Regions from separate parts of the Zea mays genome. Here region 1 is linked to region 2. The links are chromatin contacts, called in public Hi-C maps. All regions are on one chromosome and are shown on one strand. The core of a region is the stretch at or near the end of the contact, and the rest is flanking DNA. Distances in the headings are between cores, read along the strand shown. Region 1 has its middle 87 kb from the start of LOC100273430. Region 2 holds the start of LOC100279929.

What was found. Hi-C and Micro-C count contacts between places; a contact is called where the count stands out from the background.
Region 1: a contact with region 2 is called in a Hi-C map of ear, with 7 times the contacts expected there. The contact joins the enhancer-like site here to the promoter of LOC100279929 in region 2. A contact is called at or near these places in 5 of 25 Hi-C or Micro-C datasets (ear, leaf and tassel).

The regions. Positions count from the first base shown.
Region 1 is chr5:70,967,829-70,973,677 of Zm-B73-REFERENCE-NAM-5.0, reverse strand. It overlaps the pseudogene LOC109939696. Among protein-coding and RNA genes, the nearest start is that of LOC100273430, 87 kb to the right of the region's middle. Within about 2 kb of position 3,192, at least 15 of the 20 cell types and tissues checked have an H3K27ac peak or open chromatin away from gene starts, as enhancers often do. A contact at or near this core is called in ear, leaf and tassel, where this site is marked.
Region 2 is chr5:71,098,993-71,104,946 of Zm-B73-REFERENCE-NAM-5.0, reverse strand. LOC100279929 reads left to right here and starts at 4,683. Exons shown (of 9, transcript NM_001152879.1): 1 at 4,683-5,052; 2 at 5,303-5,477. The coding sequence starts at 4,706.

The sequences.
Region 1 (5,849 bases), core at 1,943-4,442, 130 kb after region 2:
GCAAAGGCTTCGGAAAATGTCTGAAGACAAAGCTGAAGGTGCTCGGAACGAAGTGAAGAGACTTCTTAGTGCTGGTGTTATCAGAGAGGTGAAATACCTAGAATGGCTAGCCAACATTGTTATGGTGAAGAAGGCCAACGGTAAATGGAGAATGTGCATTGATTTTACAGATCTTAACAAGGCTTATCCAAAGGACGAGTTCCCATTGCCAAGAATAGACTCTCTAGTAGATGCAGCAGCTTCTTCAAAGCTCATGAGTCTACTAGATTGTTACTCAGGCTATCATCAAATATGGATGAAGAAGGAAGATGAGCCGAAGACTAGCTTCATAACCCCTAGTGACACATGTTGTTATCTTTGGATGCCTGAGGTGCTTAAAATGTTGGAGGAAGCTTCAGCAGAATGACAGCCAAGGTCCTTCATTCTCAAATAGGCAGGAATGTACTGACCTATGTTGATGATATTATAGTGAAAAGCATGAAGCAAGAAAATCACATTGCTGATTTTCAAGAGACATTTGCTAATTTCAGGCAAGCTGGCCTGAAGTTAAATCCAGAAAAATGTGACTTTGGTGTAAAGAAGGGCAAGTTCCTTGGCTGTTTAGTATCAAAGAAGGGAATTGAAGCCAACCCAAGCAAGATTGAAGCTATCCTTCGTATGGAGCCGCCAAGCACAATGAGAGGGGCCCAACGGCTGGCAGGTAGATTAGCATCATTAAACAGATTCATATCCAGATTAGTAGAAAGAAATCTGCCATTCTTTGAAATATTGAAGTCAGCCGAAGTTTTTCAATGGGGCCCGGCTCAGCAAAAAGCCTTCGAAGAGTTGAAGCAATACTTGATTGATTTAACAACACTAACTCCACCTTCGCCAGGGGCTCCATTGCTCTGCAGTGAGTGCGGCGCTTGTACAGAAGAAGCTAGATGGCCAAGTCAAAATGCAAGCTCCAGTGTACTTCATCTCTGAAGTTTTAAGTTTGTCAAAGAAAAATTATATAGAATTGGAGAAGGTGTTGTATGCTGTGTTAATGGCCTCCAGAAAGCTTCGGCATTATTTTCAAGCATATCACATAATTGTTCCTTCGTCACAGCCTCTGAAGGACATAATGAGGAATAGAGAAGCTACTCGAAGGATTGGAAAATGGGTTGCGGAGCTTAACGAATTCACCATTGACTATGTGCATAGATCCTCAATTCAGTCCCAGGCATTAGCAGACTTCATCGCTGACTGGACGCCAGGGGCTCAGGAATAAGAAATAAACAAAGACACCGAAGCTTGGATAGTGTTCTGCGATGGTTTTTGGGGAACCTTCGGTGCAGGAGCGATTGCTGTCCTAGTAGCACCTTCGAAAGTCATAACATGTTATGCAGCCAAGCTTAACTTTAGTTGTACAAATAATATTGCTGAATACGAAGCACTTCTGTTGGGGCTTCGGAAGTTAAGGGCAATGGGAATAAGAAGAGCCATCCTGAAAACTGATTCTCAAGTCATTTCTGGCCATGTAGACAAAAGTAGCAAGGCAAGAGACCCGAAGCTTGAAAAATATCTGGATACAATTCGAAGGTTGGAGGCTTCTTTCGAAGGTTTTTCTCTCAAGAATATTCCAAGAGGTGAAAATGAGCATGCAGATCTGCTAGCCAAATCAGTGGCTCAGGGGCTCCCTCTACCTTTGGAAGTATTTTTTGAAACAATAAAGGCACCTTCGGTTGAACTCATGGAGAGAGCAGTGCTTGCTATTTCTCCAGTACATAGTGAAGATTGGAGGACTGAAATTATATCTTTCCTCCAAGGTAATTGTCTTTCGGATGACGAAGCTTATAATAAGAGAATGGAAGCAAGGACAAGACTGTATGTGATAATAGAAGGGGAATTATATAAACATGGAGTCTATTCTCCACTCCTCAAGTGTTTATCAAGAGCTGAAGGTATTGAATTAATGAAGGAGATACATGCAGGTCTATGTGGATCTCATATTGGGTCTAGGCCCTTACTGGGAAAAGTGTTTAGACAAGGTTTTTACTGGCCGAAGGCAGCTTTGGATGCAGCAAAGCTAGTTCAGAAATGTGAAAATTGTCAAAAATGTGCAAGAGACCAGAAACAACCTTCATCTCTCACTTAGCTAATACAGCCCACCTGGTCGTTGCAAAGATGGGGCCTAAATTTGTTAGGCCCACTTCCACCAGCGCAAGGCAATTTGAGATATGTTGTGGTGGCTGTAGAATATTTTTCTAAGTGCATTGAAGCGAAGCCTTTGGCTACAATAACTTCGGTTACAGTCCAAAAATTCTTCTGGCAAAATATTGTTTGTCGCTTCGACGTGCCGAAGGCTATAACTGTGGACAATGGAACACAATTTGATGCTGAAACTTTCAAGGATTTCTGTGATCGGAATGGCACGAAGATTCATTTTGCATCAGTTAGGCATCCGGAGTCAAACGGTCTGGTCGAAAGAGCAAATGGCATTATAATGATGGGAATAATGAAGCTAATCTTCAATCAGCCCAGAGGAAAGTGGCCAGATGAGTTGATTAAAGTGGTGTGGAGCCACAATACAACTATATCAAGATCAACAGGTTTTACACCGTTCAAATTATTATTTGGTGACGAAGCCATAACCACTAGGCCTGGGCAATCGGGTTACCCGAAAAATTCGGGTCCGATATTTCGGGTAATTATAAATTCGGGTTCTGAAAAATCTTACCCGAAATAGACCCTGACAAATCATTACCCGAAATTTCGGGTACCCGAAATTTCGGGTTCGGGTACCGGGTATTCCCAATTCTCCCGATCTCAAGAACCATACAACACATAATACACATTAACAGGCTTATAATCTAGAAAAATGCGGGCACATAATGGTCTAGTTTAACCAACTTCACACGAAGCAGTGAAGCACTATGGCAACAAACACACATGGGAACTGGCGCCTGCTCTACAGCTCTGGTTGGGAGAAGTTGCAGAACGTAGTGTGGCATGCAATGGAGTTTGGAGTCCGGCGCCGACCAGCCATTGCCCGTCGGGGCCTCCGCCTTAGGGGTCTACTGGTCTAGGCATCTGGCAGCGGAGTGCATAGAGGCCAGGAGCAGCAGCCGAGCAAGAGCAGTCGCGCTCACGCCATAAGAGCAGGTGAGCAGTGGTTGAGGACTAGGCGGCGGGCGCTGAGGAGGCTAGTCTGTGGCTGAGCGACTCTACGCTCTCCGCCTGTGGGACTGGGCCGCTGAGTCGCTCTACCACTGACTGTTCGCCTGTGGGCTGGGCTAGAGACTGGAGCGCTGGGCTGCAAAACACAACATTGCAAAATTGGGTCAGGTAGTTCGGGATCATCGGGTACCGCATGACAAAACCCGAAAATCCCAAAATAAGTTCGGGTTTCTAGAGTTCATACCCGAATTTCCCAAACTAACTTCGGGTACCCGGGATTCTGGGTTCGGGTTCGGGAAATCTGGGTTCGGGAATCGGGTAACGGGTTTTTTGCCCAGTCCTAATAACCACAAAAGAAGCTAAAGAAGGGTCAATAAGAACAGCAGCTTTGGCAGAAGACGAAGATGATTATCACGTAGCAAAAGATACTATAGAAGGAACCAGACTTTGAATATCAATAAATATCAAGCCGAAACAATAAAATGGCATGACAGAAAAGTTCGGTTGAAAAATATTAAGCCAGGGCATTTGGTGCTTCGAAGAGTGGCTAATCCGGACACAGTAGGCAAATTGCAGCTGAAGTGGGAAGGACCTTTTTTGGTGGTATCTTCATCAAGGCCCAGTTCTTATAGATTGAAGGATATGGACGGCAACGACATTCCTAGATCTTGGAATGCGGATGAGCTTCGACGATATTATGTGTAATTTGATGTAATCTTTTTCATTTTTCCCATGGCACCCTTTTCCTTTCCAAAGGGGGAGAAAGGTTTTTAATGGGGCCATAGCTTGTAATTTTTTCTTATTTAGCTCCACGAGAGCAAATCCCCCAAAAGAATGTAAAATGTAAAATCTGAGCATGCACCATCGAGTGCAGAGAGAAAAAAAAAAGCAGGGAGAAGCTCAAAAGTCGTCCCTGAGGGGATGCAGAGCACGACGAAGCTACAAAAAGTCGTTCCTAAGGGAGCGCAGCGTAAGTTTTTTGCTCAAAAGTCGTTCCCAAGGGAATGCAGAGCCAAATACCACCGAAATATAAGGCGAAGAAGTTCAAAAGTTGTTCATAAGGGGATGCAGAACTTATACCACCGAAATAGAAGGCGAAGAAGTTATAAAATCGTTCCTAAGGGGATGCAGAACTTACACCGAAAAATAAACAGTGAACACCGAAAAATAAGCGGCGAAGAAGACTCCAAAGTCGTTCCTAAGGAGATGCAGAGTCTGGGTGTGGCTTCGTAAGCGTGTGTTTGGACATTCATTTGCACGTTACATCACCTCATTCATTGCACTCATACACATTCATTTAGACATTCATAGGATTATCATCATCATAACATAGAATACAAACAGATGCTTCGGCTTTAATGACAAAGCTTCGATGAGTACAAAGAAGCAAAGATATGCTTCGTTGTGTACGAAAAGAAGGGAAGGTGTTTTTCGCCTTCGACTCAAAAAATACAAGTTTCGTCCACATCAAAGCAGTTCATACATGGATGAAAAGGTAAAAATATATTACAAGGTATGGACAAATTTACAGAGCAGTGTTTAATTCCTAAATTACAATATCTTTTACAAAGTTAATTCAAAATTTCTCTAGAGCTTTTTGTAGCAGCTTCATCAGTATCCGTCAAGCTTCGGATCAATGATCTTTGGCTTCGTCATCCTGTACATAACAAAGCGGTATAAGGTAAATAGAAATCTCAGGAGAAGGTAAGCAACAGGTACAAATTTAATACCGGCTTGAGATGACTTCGAGCTTCGTCACCAGCTAAGTCTCGCCCCCCCTTCGTCCAGATTTGTGTTATAAATCTATTTCCAATGCTTCGGGCCAGGCTAGGGATGTCAGTCAAGTCTACTTTGATAGACTGGAGTTTAGCCTGTTTACAATTTTTCCATGCGTGCAACCAGCCTTCATAAAAGCAACAGCTGTGCCGCGAGAAGCTAGCAGGGCACAGAAGTCACCATGCCCAGCTATAACTTCGTCAAGTGCATCAACTTCGCCCTCAATATGTTCAAAGGTGCTTGATAGGTCTTCAACCGAAGGTTCAAATTTTTCAGAACTGGCTCCAACTGAGTTGAAGACCTGCTTCAGCCGTTGCACGCACTAGTTGTCGAAGTTTAGGCATTTGTCCTGAAGCTCTTTCAAGGATTTTTGCAAATTCGAACTCTTTTCGACTTCGGCTTCAAGATTCACATCAAAATTCTTCTTTTCTTGCTCAAAGCTTTCTGACTTCAGCAGGAGTTCACTGTTCAATCTAGCAATTTCGGCTTGGGCTTCTGACAGTGAACCCTCCATTGTTTGAAGAACAAAATCTTTCTTTTCAAGAGCAGCTTCATGATCTTTGATTTTACTTTCCAAGCCTTTAATGATAACCTCATTTTTCTTATCTTAGAGGTCCCGTTGCATCCTCAAGGCTTTACTTAGTAGCATACTTTGTGCAAAACAACCTTCATCAGAAATCACCTTCATCGTAAAATAATAAAAAGCTGAGGAAAAAAATTTTACCTTGAAATTAGAATAGAATAAACTGCCGACGATATGCTGTCGTCGATAGTGACTGATGTCAGCTTCAAGCTTTGGAAAACAAACACTCTTCGACAGAGTGTTGATAATCTTTGCTCCAGTTCGATCTCGAATACATCCTAGGGCTTCTTCATTAATTCCGCCGAAGAGCATCGCTCTTGGCTGGTAGCCATAGGATATAACATACTCC
Region 2 (5,954 bases), core at 3,434-5,933:
AACTTGACCCTTTGAGACTAACCGTATGCTTGAGTTTGCTTGTTTTAGTCTCAAAGGAGAATTAAAAGGGAAAAGGTGGACTTGGACCATGAAAGACTTCCACTGCACTCCGATGAGAGGGTAACTTATTCCAAGTTCATCTCATGTACTCTTATTGCCTTTGTATTCTTATTGAAGATTTTGGTGAGGCAATGGGGTTCTGGGGCCAAGATTGATCCCGTTTTGGTGCTTGATGCCAAAGGGGGAGAAAATAAAGGCCAAAGCGATAAATGGATCAGCTACCACTTGAGAGATTTTGAAAATAGAGATTTTGAAAATAGTAGAATAGAGCTTTTTCAAAACTCTTTTGTTGTCTCTCTTGTCAAAAGTTGGCTTCTTGTGGGGAGAAGTATTGATTATGGGAAATAGGGGGAGTTTTTGAAATCTTTGATCAATCTCTTTTGGAATGACTCTCTTTATGCTTCAACATGTGTGTTTGACTTAGAGATAGAGATTTGAGTTTGATTTGCAAAAACAAACCAAGTGGTGGCAAAGGATGATCCATATATGCCAAATTGAATCAAAATAAATTTGAGTTTTTATTTGAAGTGATATTGCACTTGTTCTAGTTGCTTTATGTTGTGTTGGCATAAATCACCAAAAAGGGGGAGATTGAAAGGGAAATGTGCCCTTGGGCCATTTCTAAGTATTTTGGTGATTGAGTGCCAACACAAGTGCTTAAATGTGAATCTATGCCCATGGATGGACAAAGTACAAATCAAGAGAAAAGGTATGTTTCTAAGTCTTAGTACATTGGTTTTGTGTACTAATATACTTGTCTAAGTATCAGAAACAGAAAGAAGAAGAAAATAGAAGAGTTGGCTGTGAACAGCCAAAAGGCTGTTTCGGTCTGGGGCACCGGACTGTCCGGTGGTGCACCGGACTGTCCGGTGGTGCACCGGACAGTGTCCGGTGCGCCAGGCTGCCTCGCGCGAAGTGGCCGCTCTCGGGAATTCGCCGACGGGGTACGGCTAAAATTCACCGGACTGTCCGGTGTGCACCGGACTGTCCGGTGAGCCAACGGTCGGCCGGGCCAACGGTCGGCCGCGGAATCCGTGCGCGACACGTGGCCGAGCCAACGGTCGGAAGGGGGCACCGGACTGTCCGGTGTGCACCGGACATGTCCGGTGCGCCAACGGCTCCCAGATCTGCAACGGTCGGCTGCGCCATTTTAGGAAGGAGATCGGGCACCAGACAGTGTCCGGTGTGCAACGGACTGTCCGGTGCGCCCGATGACAGAAGGCAAGATCAGCCTTCCAGAATTGCTCTCAACGGCTCCTAGCTGCCTTGGGGCTATAAAAGGGACCCCTAGGCGCATGGAGGAGAACACCAAGCAACCTTAGAGCATTCTTGATCATCCACACTCAGTCTTTGCGCATTCGTTTGTCATTCTCAGTGATTCGAGCTCCGTTCTAGTGAGAACTTTGAGATAGTCTTTTGAGCTCGATTCTTGGCCGTGTGTGTGCGCATTTTGCTGTGGATTTGTGTGTGTTGCTTCCCTCCCTTACTCCGTATTTCTTTGTGAATCTCAAGTGTAAGGGCGAGAGACTCCAAGTTGTGGAGATTCCTCGCAAACGGGATATTGAAAGGAAAAGCAAAACACTGTGGTATTCAAGTTGGTCTTTGGACCGCTTGAGAGGAGTTGATTGCAACCCTCGTCCGTTGGGACGCCACAACGTGGAGTAGGCAAGCGTTGGTCTTGGCCGAACCACGGGATAAACCACTGTGTCATCTCTGTGTTTGATCTCTTGTGGTATTGTGTTTTGTTGAGACTCCTCTCTAGCCACTTGGCGATTATCGGGCTAACACTTAACAAGTTTTTGTGGCTATAAGTTTAAGTTTCACAGGATCACCTATTCATCCCCCCTCTAGGTGCTCTCAAAAATGTAGGGATAGAAATGGCTGGGCAATATGGCTACCCATTGTTGGAGTTAGCCTAATTTACCAAAATAGCTAATACCTGAACTATTAGCTAGGAGTGTCTGGATGTATCAACTAATTTTAGTCACTAACTATTAGTTATAGTACATTCAAACACCCCATTAATGCAAGGGCAACCACTGCTATGCAAGCAGTCCTTCTGTGCAAGCGTGCAAGCAAACCATCTAATCCATTAGATCGTGATCCAACCGTAGATCACATTTAACACTTAAACCCTTCACCACCAGCTCAATAATCTTTATAAAAAAACCCTAACAAATCATGGTTGTATCTGTGGTTGGATCGTAATCTAATGGATCAGATGGTTTGCTTGCACGCTTGCATATGCATGTACAACCTAGACACTGCTGCACGGTACTCCAAGTATAAGACACAACTAAAACACAACATAATACAGTGGTCATGTCTAAAATATGTGTCTTACCATATTCATTGTACCAATCAGAGCATTCAATAAATTAAAGTGACCAATCAGCTAGTCTCCTGTCTCGAACATAGAGCTAAGACATTGTGTCTTCATCAAGATACATGCCTTGAGTTTTTTTACATTCACCCTCCTAGACACACTCTAAGACACAACTTAAGACACCTATTGTACATGCCCTAAGGACTGCTTGCATAACAGTCGTTCCTAATGTAAGAACAAAATAACTTGCAGAAAATTGCCAAACATCAATTTTTTAGACCGTGGAGATTTTAGGTATTTTCATGGTTAATTCAATCCATAAAATCCATAGCGAAGAAATTAACGACATGCTGCTACTCTCAGTAGGATTCGACATGTACGTATTTGCTACAATCATTATAGTAAAATTATACTGAACTCATATGGGTGCAACAGAATTGTGTTTATATGAGCGGAACAAAATTTAACTTATGCAATATACCTTCTTCGTCACTCAGGAACGCACTGCACGAGATGATAGAGCCAGATCTTGCTCTTCTCCGTTCTCTTCGTGCCAAATCCAGGTGACAAATAATAGCACACTGGCAACAACAGGCTGCGTCTTAGTTGGGCCACCGTACCAAGCCAGGCCGAAGTCGTACTTCATGTTATATATGTTTGCAAGTGCTTGGCATGGCAGATTGTCTTGGATCACCTGTGAGTGTTAGTTGGATCACCTGGCAGATTGTCTTGGGCCATTTAGATTTGAGGTGGCCGTTAGATGTGTCATCTACAGTCGGTCATCAATGATCAGATTAGGCTAAACTTAACTAACCATCTCCTAATCAGACCCTTGATTGGGAGGGCCCACGCTAACCTTAGGTTGAGCCCCCGGTCACGACGTTATATAAAAGATTAAGGAGTCGTAAGAAAGACAACGCTAGTACTTCGCCCTAAACCCTAATCCATATATAGGACCCATAGCCTAGACGTCGGAGTGAGCGTGACAACCTACGTTGGCTTAGATCTCGGTGTCTGTTGTTCCTCTGCAAGGGCAATAGAGGTGACGTGATGGCGACGACCACGCTCCACCACCACCTCGCTAGTACGCGTCAACACAACAACGACAAAGGTACATTACCATATTACTCTCAGTAGAAGAGATCTACTCGTTCTCGAGGATTTGTAGTTACGGATTGGTATTCTAGTTAGGAACTTAGGAATATGAGCTTAAATGGATCTTAGGCACATAGAAGCTAACAGTGACAAGTTGCTTTCTCTGGATCAGGCTGCATGCTACCGCGCTAGCTATTTGAGGTTTGCTAGCAGCGGAAGCGAAGCAACATGAGCCTGCAGATTAATGTGTCCGATCGAGATGGATGGATGGAGCGGCAAGCAAAGCAACCAATAATCAGTGGTATATATATAGATCCTTCCCGAAGCACGCTGCATGCATGCGTCCACGCATCTTGGGGCGCGCGCGGAACCAAGAATAGCGTCACGCGGAATCTACTCGACCAGCTCAAGTGCTCAACAAATCATCATGTCATGCTTGCAGCTATCAGCTTGCTCGGTGACGGCGATGAGGCAGCATCACGTTCGACCACATCCGTTACCTTCTTTCCTCCCTTTCAGTAGATAGACTTGCAAGCCAACCCAAAAGCAAGCAGGCTGCCCTTGAAGATTCACATCACGTTCGACCACATCACGTTCGACCACATCCGTTACCATACTGCATGTGAAACTGACACTGGCACAGCAGGAGATTCAGTAGTCAAGCTAGGCTGCACAACAGCTTGCATTGCATGATGAAAGAAAAGAAAAGAAAAATGGTGTAACTGAGGAGTGAGTATTGCACATATAGAACGCAATGCATGAGTGATTCAGTTGCAAAGTATGGTGGCTGAACTGAAACGCTGCCGCAGTTCGTTCAGTTACGATAGCTGACCGGAAAGCAGGGCGGGGAGAAGAGCGAAGCAAAAGCACACCAAGCGTGCCGTGGCCTGAAGGAATGCCCCTGATGATGACGAGTTCCTGGGTGTCGGCGGAACTGACACCAGTCACACTGACATATCACCGTGAAGTAGTAGTAGTAGGTGTACGCCAAGTCTTCACGAAAGCCACAAACGAAAGGAATCTCCTTGGTCTCTGCTTGCAAGCAAAGCTTGGTTTTGGTTGCCAGCCACTCTGAATTCTGAAACCACCAAATAAACCTGACGAGAGGGAGCAGCGTTTCAAACGCCAACGCAATTCAACGCCCCACGCGAGCTATAAAACCGGAGGAGAAGCAGCTGCCAAGTTGCATCCAATACCCCCACGAACCCACTCTCTCTCCCCACGATGGCAAAAATGGCGATGGCGTCCTCCCGCCTCCCGGCTCTCCTCTGCCTCGCCGCCGTCGCCGTCGCCGTCGCGGCGGAGGCCGCCGCCGCCGCCGGAGAAGGCGGCCTCCGCCTGCCCCGCGACGCCACGTTCCCGGCGGCGCAGGCGGAGCGGCTCATCCGCGCGCTCAACCTCCTGCCTAAGGAGAAGGAGGCGGGGCCGGCCGCGGGCGGCGGCGACGGGCCCAGCGTGGCGCCCGGGGAGCTCCTAGAGCGTCGCGTCCGGCTGCCCGGCGCGCCCGCCGGCGTCGGGGACCTCGGCCACCACGCCGGATACTTCCGCCTGCCGCACACGCACGACGCCAGGTGAGCAGCCCCGGCGGTTGTGCAGTAAAGCTTGGGTCTTTGGCTTAGGATTTCGGTTTTGTCTCTGTGAACGAGACAAAATTGAGATTCCAACATTGTAACGGCAGTCCAGAGCCTTGGATTTAGATGAGACCAAAAAAGACGCGTTTTTTTTTCCTTCCCGTTGCGTGTGCTGCTTGGCGATAAATAGAGCGAGCGATTTTCGCGACATTGAATTGAACGCCGCTTTGTGGTGCCTGGATCGCTGCAGAATGTTCTACTTCTTCTTCGAATCGAGGGGCAAGAAGAAGGAGGACGACCCCGTCGTGATCTGGCTCACCGGAGGGCCCGGCTGCAGCAGCGAGCTGGCCGTCTTCTACGAGAATGGGCCCTTCACCATTGCCAACAACATGTCGCTTGTCTGGAACAAATTCGGTTGGGACACGGTAAGTAATGAAACCGTACCTCTTTTATGATCCCCTGTCTCGTTAGAGTAGCAAAGTTGCAAACTGAACATTCCAGTTTTGCTTGCAGTCAGTTTTAAGAAGAAAATGACAGAGCTTAATTACTTCAACCTATGTTCACTATGGTAGCAATAGTCAGGTTAAGCCGTTAGTGAAAATAAGGTCACTTTTAAAGTTTCTGTTGGAGCTGCTAGCATTTGTTGAAGAAAATGTTTTCTTGTCCATAAACCAGAATAGGCATATTAGTTACTAGTACTACTATCTATATTTAACTGTATTTACTAACTTTAGGTAATCGGTTATAATCAGCTCACCATGTTTGCTGTCTTTATCTACTTAGGCCCTGTTTGTTTATCCTATTAGATTATATAATCTAGCTTAAATAAATTGAGAGGTAAACAAACAACACATTATTAAGTGGATTATATAATCTAGATATCTAGATTATAATAATCCATA